2 separate regions of the Mus musculus genome follow, and region 2 is linked to region 1. A link is a contact called in public Hi-C data. All regions are on one chromosome and are shown on one strand. Each heading gives the region's core, a stretch centred on a gene start, on an enhancer-like site or on the middle of the called end of the contact. The rest is flanking DNA. Distances are from core to core; before and after follow the strand shown.

Region 1 (3,761 bases), core at 632-3,131:
ATATACTCATTAGAAATAATTCCCCTTCTAAGAGTACCATAAACTGTGGTGATGAACAGAAAAGGTGATATTAAAACCACTAAGAGTCAGACTTACTTACTCCCAGGGCTGGCCTGACAAAGGCAGTAGCCCTCGACTTAGAGGCTGGGTACCGAAAGTCTACTTACAGGTGAAAGGTTGGAACCCACATTACATCTTCCTAGGACATGATGTGGAGACAGTGGCTAAAACCACCAGGTCAAGCCACAAAAAACCATGTCTGCAAAAGACAGAGACAGAAGGACCAAGGGGTTTAAGTCCTAGCCTCCAACATGAGACCAAAGCCCACAGCATTTAGCACCCTGAGCCGGTTTCGTCACCCAGAAGCCACAACACTCATCTTGAAGGAGAGTTGGGAGAGTCAAATGACAAAGTACATGGTGCCAAGCACACCAAAGACAAATGACAACTGACTGGTTCCAAAAAGACTACGGGAAAAGAGGTAGATGATAAGTTCAAAGGTTGTACCACCATCCCCTGCTCCTCTCTGCTTCCGACTTTCCGCTATCAGCTCAACACTCACCTCTTTGAGAGCCTTCTGTGGTCCCCTAAACACAGTCAGGTCTCTCTAGCATGTGCTTCAGTGGTCTCCAGCACTTCCTCACTGCAGCCTCAAAATGATTTGTGATGACTTTACTCATATTGACTTGATGCCTTCCCTATGAACCATAAGACTCATGAATTCCAGGTTCAACGTGTGTTTTCTCCCTCGCACTTTGCCCTATGCCTGGAACACAGGAGACACTCAAATGTTTGCAGACTGAATCATCATCCGAACAGCTGGGCAAGGAAGGGTAAAGGCAAGAGGAAGTCCTATGGGTGGATAGCTCACAAGTCAGAGTGTCTGTAACTCAAGGATACCTGGAGCACATGGAACTTCTCCTGACCCAATAATATCTGTCTGGGGACGAGGAGGCAGCAGTCACTGAAGACTTTACTGTGTAGGAATGGAGATCTGAGTTTGAGCCCCAGAACCAACAACACAAAAATGGTAGGATCCCAGAAACTCACTGATCAATCAGCCTGCCTGGCCTACTTCTCGAATTTCAGGCCAATGAGAGAGCCTATCAAGAAAACACAAAGTGGGTGACACTTGAGGAGAAACCCCACCAAAGGTTGACTTCCAACCTCTACACACACACATGTACACACAGACACACACACACACACACACACACACACACACACACATACACCTCTAATCTGCTTCTGCTTTGAAACTGAGCCAAAAATGGCTGACTGTGGAATGCACGGTGCTTAAATCCATAGGCATCCTCTTCTAACAGGTGCGCACCAACCCAGATCTTAGTCTGCTCACAAGGTTTGCATTAAATGAAAGGAAGATGGTGCAGGGTGGCGTGCAAGTTTGGGGATTACTGCAGCTCTGCCTATAACAGACCCCGGCAGAGCCAGAAATCTACAGCAAGGTATGGAAAATAACACTGCCAAGTGCCAACTACTGAGTGCCTACATGTACTGGGAACAAGCCTGGGAGAGCTTCAAAACCTATCAAGAAGGGCAGTCGCCATCCTACAGATAAGGAAACTGAAACTCTGGAAGGCTAAGCCAATGCTCATAAGCAAAGTAAATAAATAACTCAGCTAGAACCTGGAGCCCAGACAAGTTGATTGCAAAGTGTGTGTGCCTGGACCCTATTCAACTACCACACACACACACACACACACACACACACACACACACACACACACACAGAGTCAGCAAATGGGATTTAAGACTTGGTTGGAAAAAGAGATAATTCCAGTTCAGGTTCTTCCACGGCTCTGTGGTGACCCAGGTAAGTGACCTCACCACCCCAGGCTCTGGGGACACTCCCTCTCCAGTAATATAAGAGTACAGCACATGACCGGTTCAGAAGAGACACAGTACTACTGAGCCCACAGAGTGCTTAGCAGTCAAAACCTATCAGGAAATGACACCTCCCTGGCCAGGGACCCAGCCACGCTGCAGTTGCTAAGCTCTCGCCCAAACTGGGGTTTGTTAGAAGCTTTGAACGTCAAAACAACAGAGGCTGACAAACTGTTTCCTAGGCCCCCTGAAACTGGCCTGGAACTTGGAAAGGCCAACAATAAACACTAAGGAAAAGGAGACTTCTTACGTGTATCTAAATAAACCCAAACCTCTCTTTCTGTGGTGGGGAGTTGAAGAAAATACTTGCTGTAAAAGGAGCTAATCTGTCCTCAAACCTCCTTGGGCTAACACTGATCAGCAATCTTCTTTGCAGCACGAACCCCTCTGGGACGTGCCCAACATATGCACAAGTGCAGGGGCAGCCTTCCAACACCAGGGCTGTCAGCCGACTAAGTCTCCTTCGTTCCATCCCCTGAGCTGCTATACGGAGCAGGAATTTACAGTCTCTTCTCCAAAGCCTTACAAGGTCAAAAACGCTAGATGTTGTGTAATTCCTATGATGACAAGGCTGTGGAGCAGCCCAGGCTAAATGACCAATACAAATGACACGGCAGAAGCCTAAGAGCCAAAATGTGGAGTCAGCACCGGGCAGCACTTGAGCCTTTGAGCCTGGTGCTGGCCCGGCTTCAGCAGCACACAGGCCCACCGCTGTACTGGCTCCTATGCCCTGCCAGTTGCAACCAAGAATGTGCAAAGCCACCCCAACACCCTGCCCTATTGCCCCAGCACCATAATAGGGGACACAAAAGAGCTGGCATTCGTGTGAGGATGACCCGGGTCTCCCACTCCACAAAGCCTGCAGTGACTTTAATGGGTACAGCAAGGCATGGGGAGAAATGGCCAAAGACAGCCTGTAAAATGGAGCATCAAGGACATAAAGGGAAGAAAAGGACTCTCCATCTTCTGTGTCGAACATCACACCTGGCAACACATAAAATAGTCCTGGGACAAGGAAGTAGAAAGAATCGAGTATATTAAGGGGGGAGAAAAGGAAACATAAAGAAAGAGAAGTAGTATAAGGAGCAAGACCTGGTCATGTTCCCCCATCCCAAAGCCACCATGGTCTTGCCCTGCAACAACCCATTCCTACTACCCAAGGCCCTTCCAAGATGAGCCTAGAAAAGCCAACCTCAATATCAAGCAGAAAAAACACAACAGCACCAGGTGGTGGTGGTGGTGCACTCCTTTAATCCCAGCACTCGGCAGAGGCAGAGAGGCAGAGAGAGAGGCAGAGAGGCAGAGAGAGAGGCAGAGAGGCAGAGAGGCAGAGAGAGAGGCAGAGAGGCAGAGAGGCAGAGAGAGAGGCAGAGAGGCAGAGAGAGAGGCAGAGAGGCAGAGAGGCAGAGAGGCAGAGAGGCAGAGAGGCAGAGAGGCAGAGAGGCAGAGAGGCAGAGGCAGAGACAACATCTCTCTGAGTCTGAGGCCAGCCTGGTCTACAAGTTCCAGAACAGACAAGGCCACGCAGAGGAACCCTGTCTCAAAACCAACAACAACCAAAAAGACAGGACTGGAACTTACATTCATCCTGGATTTGCCTTCTGAGTGGATTAGATTACAGGCCTGTGTCGCCAGGCCTGAGTCTTGGCACATATTTCTTTCTTGTTTTGTTAATTACCATTCATGGCATTCTCAAACCAAGTGTCAAGATGTATTCCTTGAGCCCTTATTTAACATCTATATGTCTCCTGGTTTAGCATTTCCTCCATCAAGGTAAGGCCATTGTACCTGATCCTGACAGTTCATCAACTCCAACTCTGAGAGTCTTGCAGAAAGTCTCTTATGGACAACAACAT
Region 2 (3,761 bases), core at 929-3,428, 71 kb after region 1:
CCCCCATCAATCACTAATTAAGAAAAGGTTCTTAACAGGGTTGCCTGCAGTCCAATCTTATGGAGGCATTTTCGCAATTGAGGCTCCCTACTCTCTGATGGCTCTAGCTTGGGTCAAATTAACAGCAAATTATCCAGCACACAAACTTAGGGGCATCAGAGTAATAATGACAACAAACAGCATCTCATAGTTATATATATATATATATATATATATATATATATATATATGGGGGGGGTTGATTAACAGTTAAAATTTTCAGATGACTAAAACTATACCGAAACTTTGTGTTTTCTCGGGGATGTAAATTCTGCATTTGTTTTACTTTTGTTATTATTTGAGGCGATGACATTTGCACATGCATGTGAGAAAGTTATAGGATAACTGGTAGGAATCAGTCCTCCTCTTCCACTGTGGTTATAGGGATTAGGCTTGCGTGGCTAGCTCTTGGATGCTGAGCCCCCACCCCCCTCTATTCAGTACCACACTGTATCAATCATGTGTAGTATCTGGAAACCTTGTTTCTCACTTTGTTGCCACACTCTCTCCCCTTCAGCCCTCCCAGGATCACCTCCTCTCTTTCAGGCAACAGGCAACAGGCAATATTCCTCTCCCTTTCTCTCAGATTCAAACTAAGATCTCTGTTGCTTCATGCCCTTCTCAGTGATAGCTCCCCACACTGCCCCGGTGCTTAAATGTCTATTCAGACTCTGTGCTCTGTACCTCAGTGTTTACAGAGTGGACCAGTGTGGTCTTCTGGGGGAGCAGCTGCAGACAGGATAGGAAAATCTGGCTCTTGAATGTAGCATCATCAGTAGCAAGACACTTCTGGAGTTTGGGAACAGCATCAAGCTCACGAGGAATGACAGCACAGAACGTGGTCACCTCTCCCTCACAATGCAGTGCCTCTACCTTACCAACTATGTAGCAGGCATAACAACAGTCCCAAGAACAAACAGGCTAAATTTCTTGCTTAGGCCATGCAGTTTCCTAGTGGCAGAGCAGAGACTTGAACCCAGGTATATCATCCAGTCTTCCAATATGAAAAATAAAAAGCCAGTTCAGACTAGTTTAAACCAAAAAACTGAATTGCTGAGTTGAATCTAGGAGCGGACTAGATATGGAGAGAGGGCTCAGTAGTTAAGAGTACTGACTGCTCTTGCGAAGGTCCTGAGTTCAATTCCCAGCAATCACATGGTGGCTCACAAACATCTGTAATGAGATCTGATGCTCTCTTCTGGGGTGTCTGATGACAGCTACAGTGTACTTACATCTCCTTCAGACACAGGTTGGATGGAGCTGGGCTCACTACACAGCCTCTGGCTTCTCCTCTGCTGGATGACCTCCACAAACTCTTCCTACACAGTAGCAGACTGGATACAATCAGCTTTAATCTCCTTGAAATAGACTTTATGGCCCCAGGAGACTAGAGCTTACTTTTCCTAATAACTGCCTAAATATTCTACCAACATGCTATTTGGTCAAATTTAAACCACATGCCCAGCAGTGCTTGGATTACTGAGGCCTGAATCACGTGAGCATCGATTGCAGAATGATGCGGGAGCAGTATCCCGCTTTGAATCACACCAACTGACAAGACAAGGGAGAGACAGATTCATAAAATAAGAGAAGAAGGGCAGCCAAACCGCTTTCCATCCTGTGCTGGTCAACTATCTAATAAGCAATCTCCGAATGGGGGTATGTCCCATAGTGATGCCTTGGGCTGTTAATCACAGAAAATCTACAACCAAGTACAACTACCGTTTGAATAAGACCATGAACTCATGTGCCAGGGACTCTTTCTTTGGCCCCCTTGTGGGAACCGGGAGAGTCAGGGTTGGTTGGTTCTGTGGCATGTATTGTTTAGGAGCTGATGGTGGGAGGCAAGGACCACAGGAGTAGCTTCAGAGTAAGAAGTTCCTCTCCACAGGACAGCCCAGTAAACACTGGGCCACCCACGTAGAGCCACTTTCAAGTCTTTGATTGCCTCCTAGTGCCCTGTAGGTGTTTCTTCACTTTGAGTGGAGAAAGGGAGGGTGCTGGTGGCCTCACCTCTGTGGAAATTGACAGGGCTACGGTTTCTGAATAGGGGCAAAGAGCCCTGTTGGCTGTTCAACCTGCCCTTTCCAGAACATACCCTATCTCTGTCCCATGCTGTAAAAACAAGGCTCTAGGAGATACCAACACCACTGTTAGGGCATACTTTCTTGAAACCTATATATAGCCTTCTGCCCTAAATCAACAGTCACTGCTCTCCAGACTCGCTGGTTTCATTCTTGCCCTGCACCTTGGTTGCATTAACCTGCAGCCTGTAAGCCATACCACCAGTCAATCCCAGAACCCACCTTCCCCAGAGCCCACATGGCAGCCTGTGTTCACAGTGAGCTCCCAAAGGGATCTGCTATTTCAGACTCCTGGGGTATCTGTTGTCTGGTGGGAGCTGCCTGTGGAATCTGTGTTGTCTTTTCAGCTGGATCTTGCTTATTCCCTTTTCAGGCAAGCTATGTCAGAATTCCCCCTTCACCGGGCAAGGCAGGCTGGGTGCCTTGCCAGGCCAGACCATGTAAGGGTCTAGATGAGAGGTAGAGCTGGAGCCAGTCTGGGAACATGATCCACACGACACAGTAATTCTTATGCCTATAAAACCACGCTGAGGATCAGAAGCAGCCTGTCAGTGAACACTTGCTTCTTTTTGGAGGCCTCCAAGAAATAAAAAGTCTTTGAAATGCAGACTGCAGGGTTGTGAAGACTAAGAATAGGGGCTAAAGGAAAGGGATTGAGGGGATTAGAAGTGTTTAGAGACACTTGGCAGGTCAGGAGAGTGAATTGAGTTATAGCCACAGTGAACCAAAGATGTGGGCTGGTGACATGGTGGAGCAGATGCTGGGGAGGACGTGACAGAAACAAATATGTTCATGTCTTGCACAGCCCCAAATCATCATATAAGCAGACTACAAACTCTTGGTGCCCACTGTTCTGTTTTCTTTTCCTCTCAAGACCGGAGTCCCTCCCTGGAAGGTTTCCCTTCGCCATTTCCATTGAAACTGCTCCCCCATGACCGTTCCCACCCACCAAGCCAACTTCCAGGAACATGCTGAGAGCAGGGCAGGAAGGGTCACCAGGGAGGGAGAGTGGAGATGACGGCAAGGACAAATAAGGGAGAAAACGAACTGTGCACATGGGCTTTTATAAGAATTTTATTTCTCAAAAAGGGGGGGGGGGAGAATCTAAAGTATTAAAATAATCTCTAGTCTTTGTCCTGGAGGTCGAGAATAGGATGTCAAAATAATTTGTATAAAAAGGTCAAGCATGATTGTAGATCTTCCTCCCACTTGTAGGAACATCCTGAAATTCATCCCTCCAGCGTGATGCTCAGATTCCAACTACTTTGAAGGTACCATGTGTCCCCAGGCCGGAGACAGACTGCAGATGTCTAGGATGTGCGCCCATAACTTCACAGACACACCAAGGTCATCTCCCCAGTGGATACAGTCAGTCTGTCTCAGTCACCGTTTCCAATGAAAATGTTAAAGGTTTTAAGGAGTTAGCCCTCCTTAAGACGAGCTTTCGTAAAAGAAATGAAATTACATGTCGAGAGGCTGAGAATGGCTGGGCTGGTCCCAGTCAAAACGCCAAGAGACTTTACCTCACTGAGGCGTTCCGGCAGCCAGGACTTTCCATTGTCTCTGATGGTAGATGCGTCCCTTAGGGTCTACCTCTGATGTGAACAGACTGGGAAAAGCCAAGCCTCTCTGTCTCCA

The links. Hi-C and Micro-C count contacts between places; a contact is called where the count stands out from the background.
Region 2: a contact with region 1 is called in a Hi-C map of uterus, with 6 times the contacts expected there. The contact joins two enhancer-like sites. A contact is called at or near these places in 1 of 39 promoter capture datasets (liver), 10 of 484 Hi-C or Micro-C datasets (CD8 T cells, brown adipocytes, embryonic stem cells and 3 more), 2 of 115 datasets of contacts at active chromatin or transcription factors (embryonic fibroblasts and embryonic stem cells) and 2 of 9 other capture datasets (adipose tissue and liver).

Annotation. Positions count from the first base shown.
Region 1 is chr19:40,475,895-40,479,655 of GRCm38.p6, forward strand. All of the region lies in intron 1 of Sorbs1 (sorbin and SH3 domain containing 1), which reads right to left. Among named protein-coding and RNA genes, the nearest start is that of Sorbs1, 36 kb to the right of the region's middle. Within about 2 kb of position 1,882, at least 137 of the 459 cell types and tissues checked have an H3K27ac peak or open chromatin away from gene starts, as enhancers often do. A contact at or near this core is called in uterus, where this site is marked.
Region 2 is chr19:40,547,078-40,550,838 of GRCm38.p6, forward strand. Aldh18a1 (aldehyde dehydrogenase 18 family, member A1) reads right to left here. Exons shown (of 19, transcript NM_019698.2): 19 at 3,180-3,761. Among named protein-coding and RNA genes, the nearest start is that of Sorbs1, 35 kb to the left of the region's middle. Within about 2 kb of position 2,179, at least 17 of the 459 cell types and tissues checked have an H3K27ac peak or open chromatin away from gene starts, as enhancers often do. A contact at or near this core is called in uterus, where this site is marked.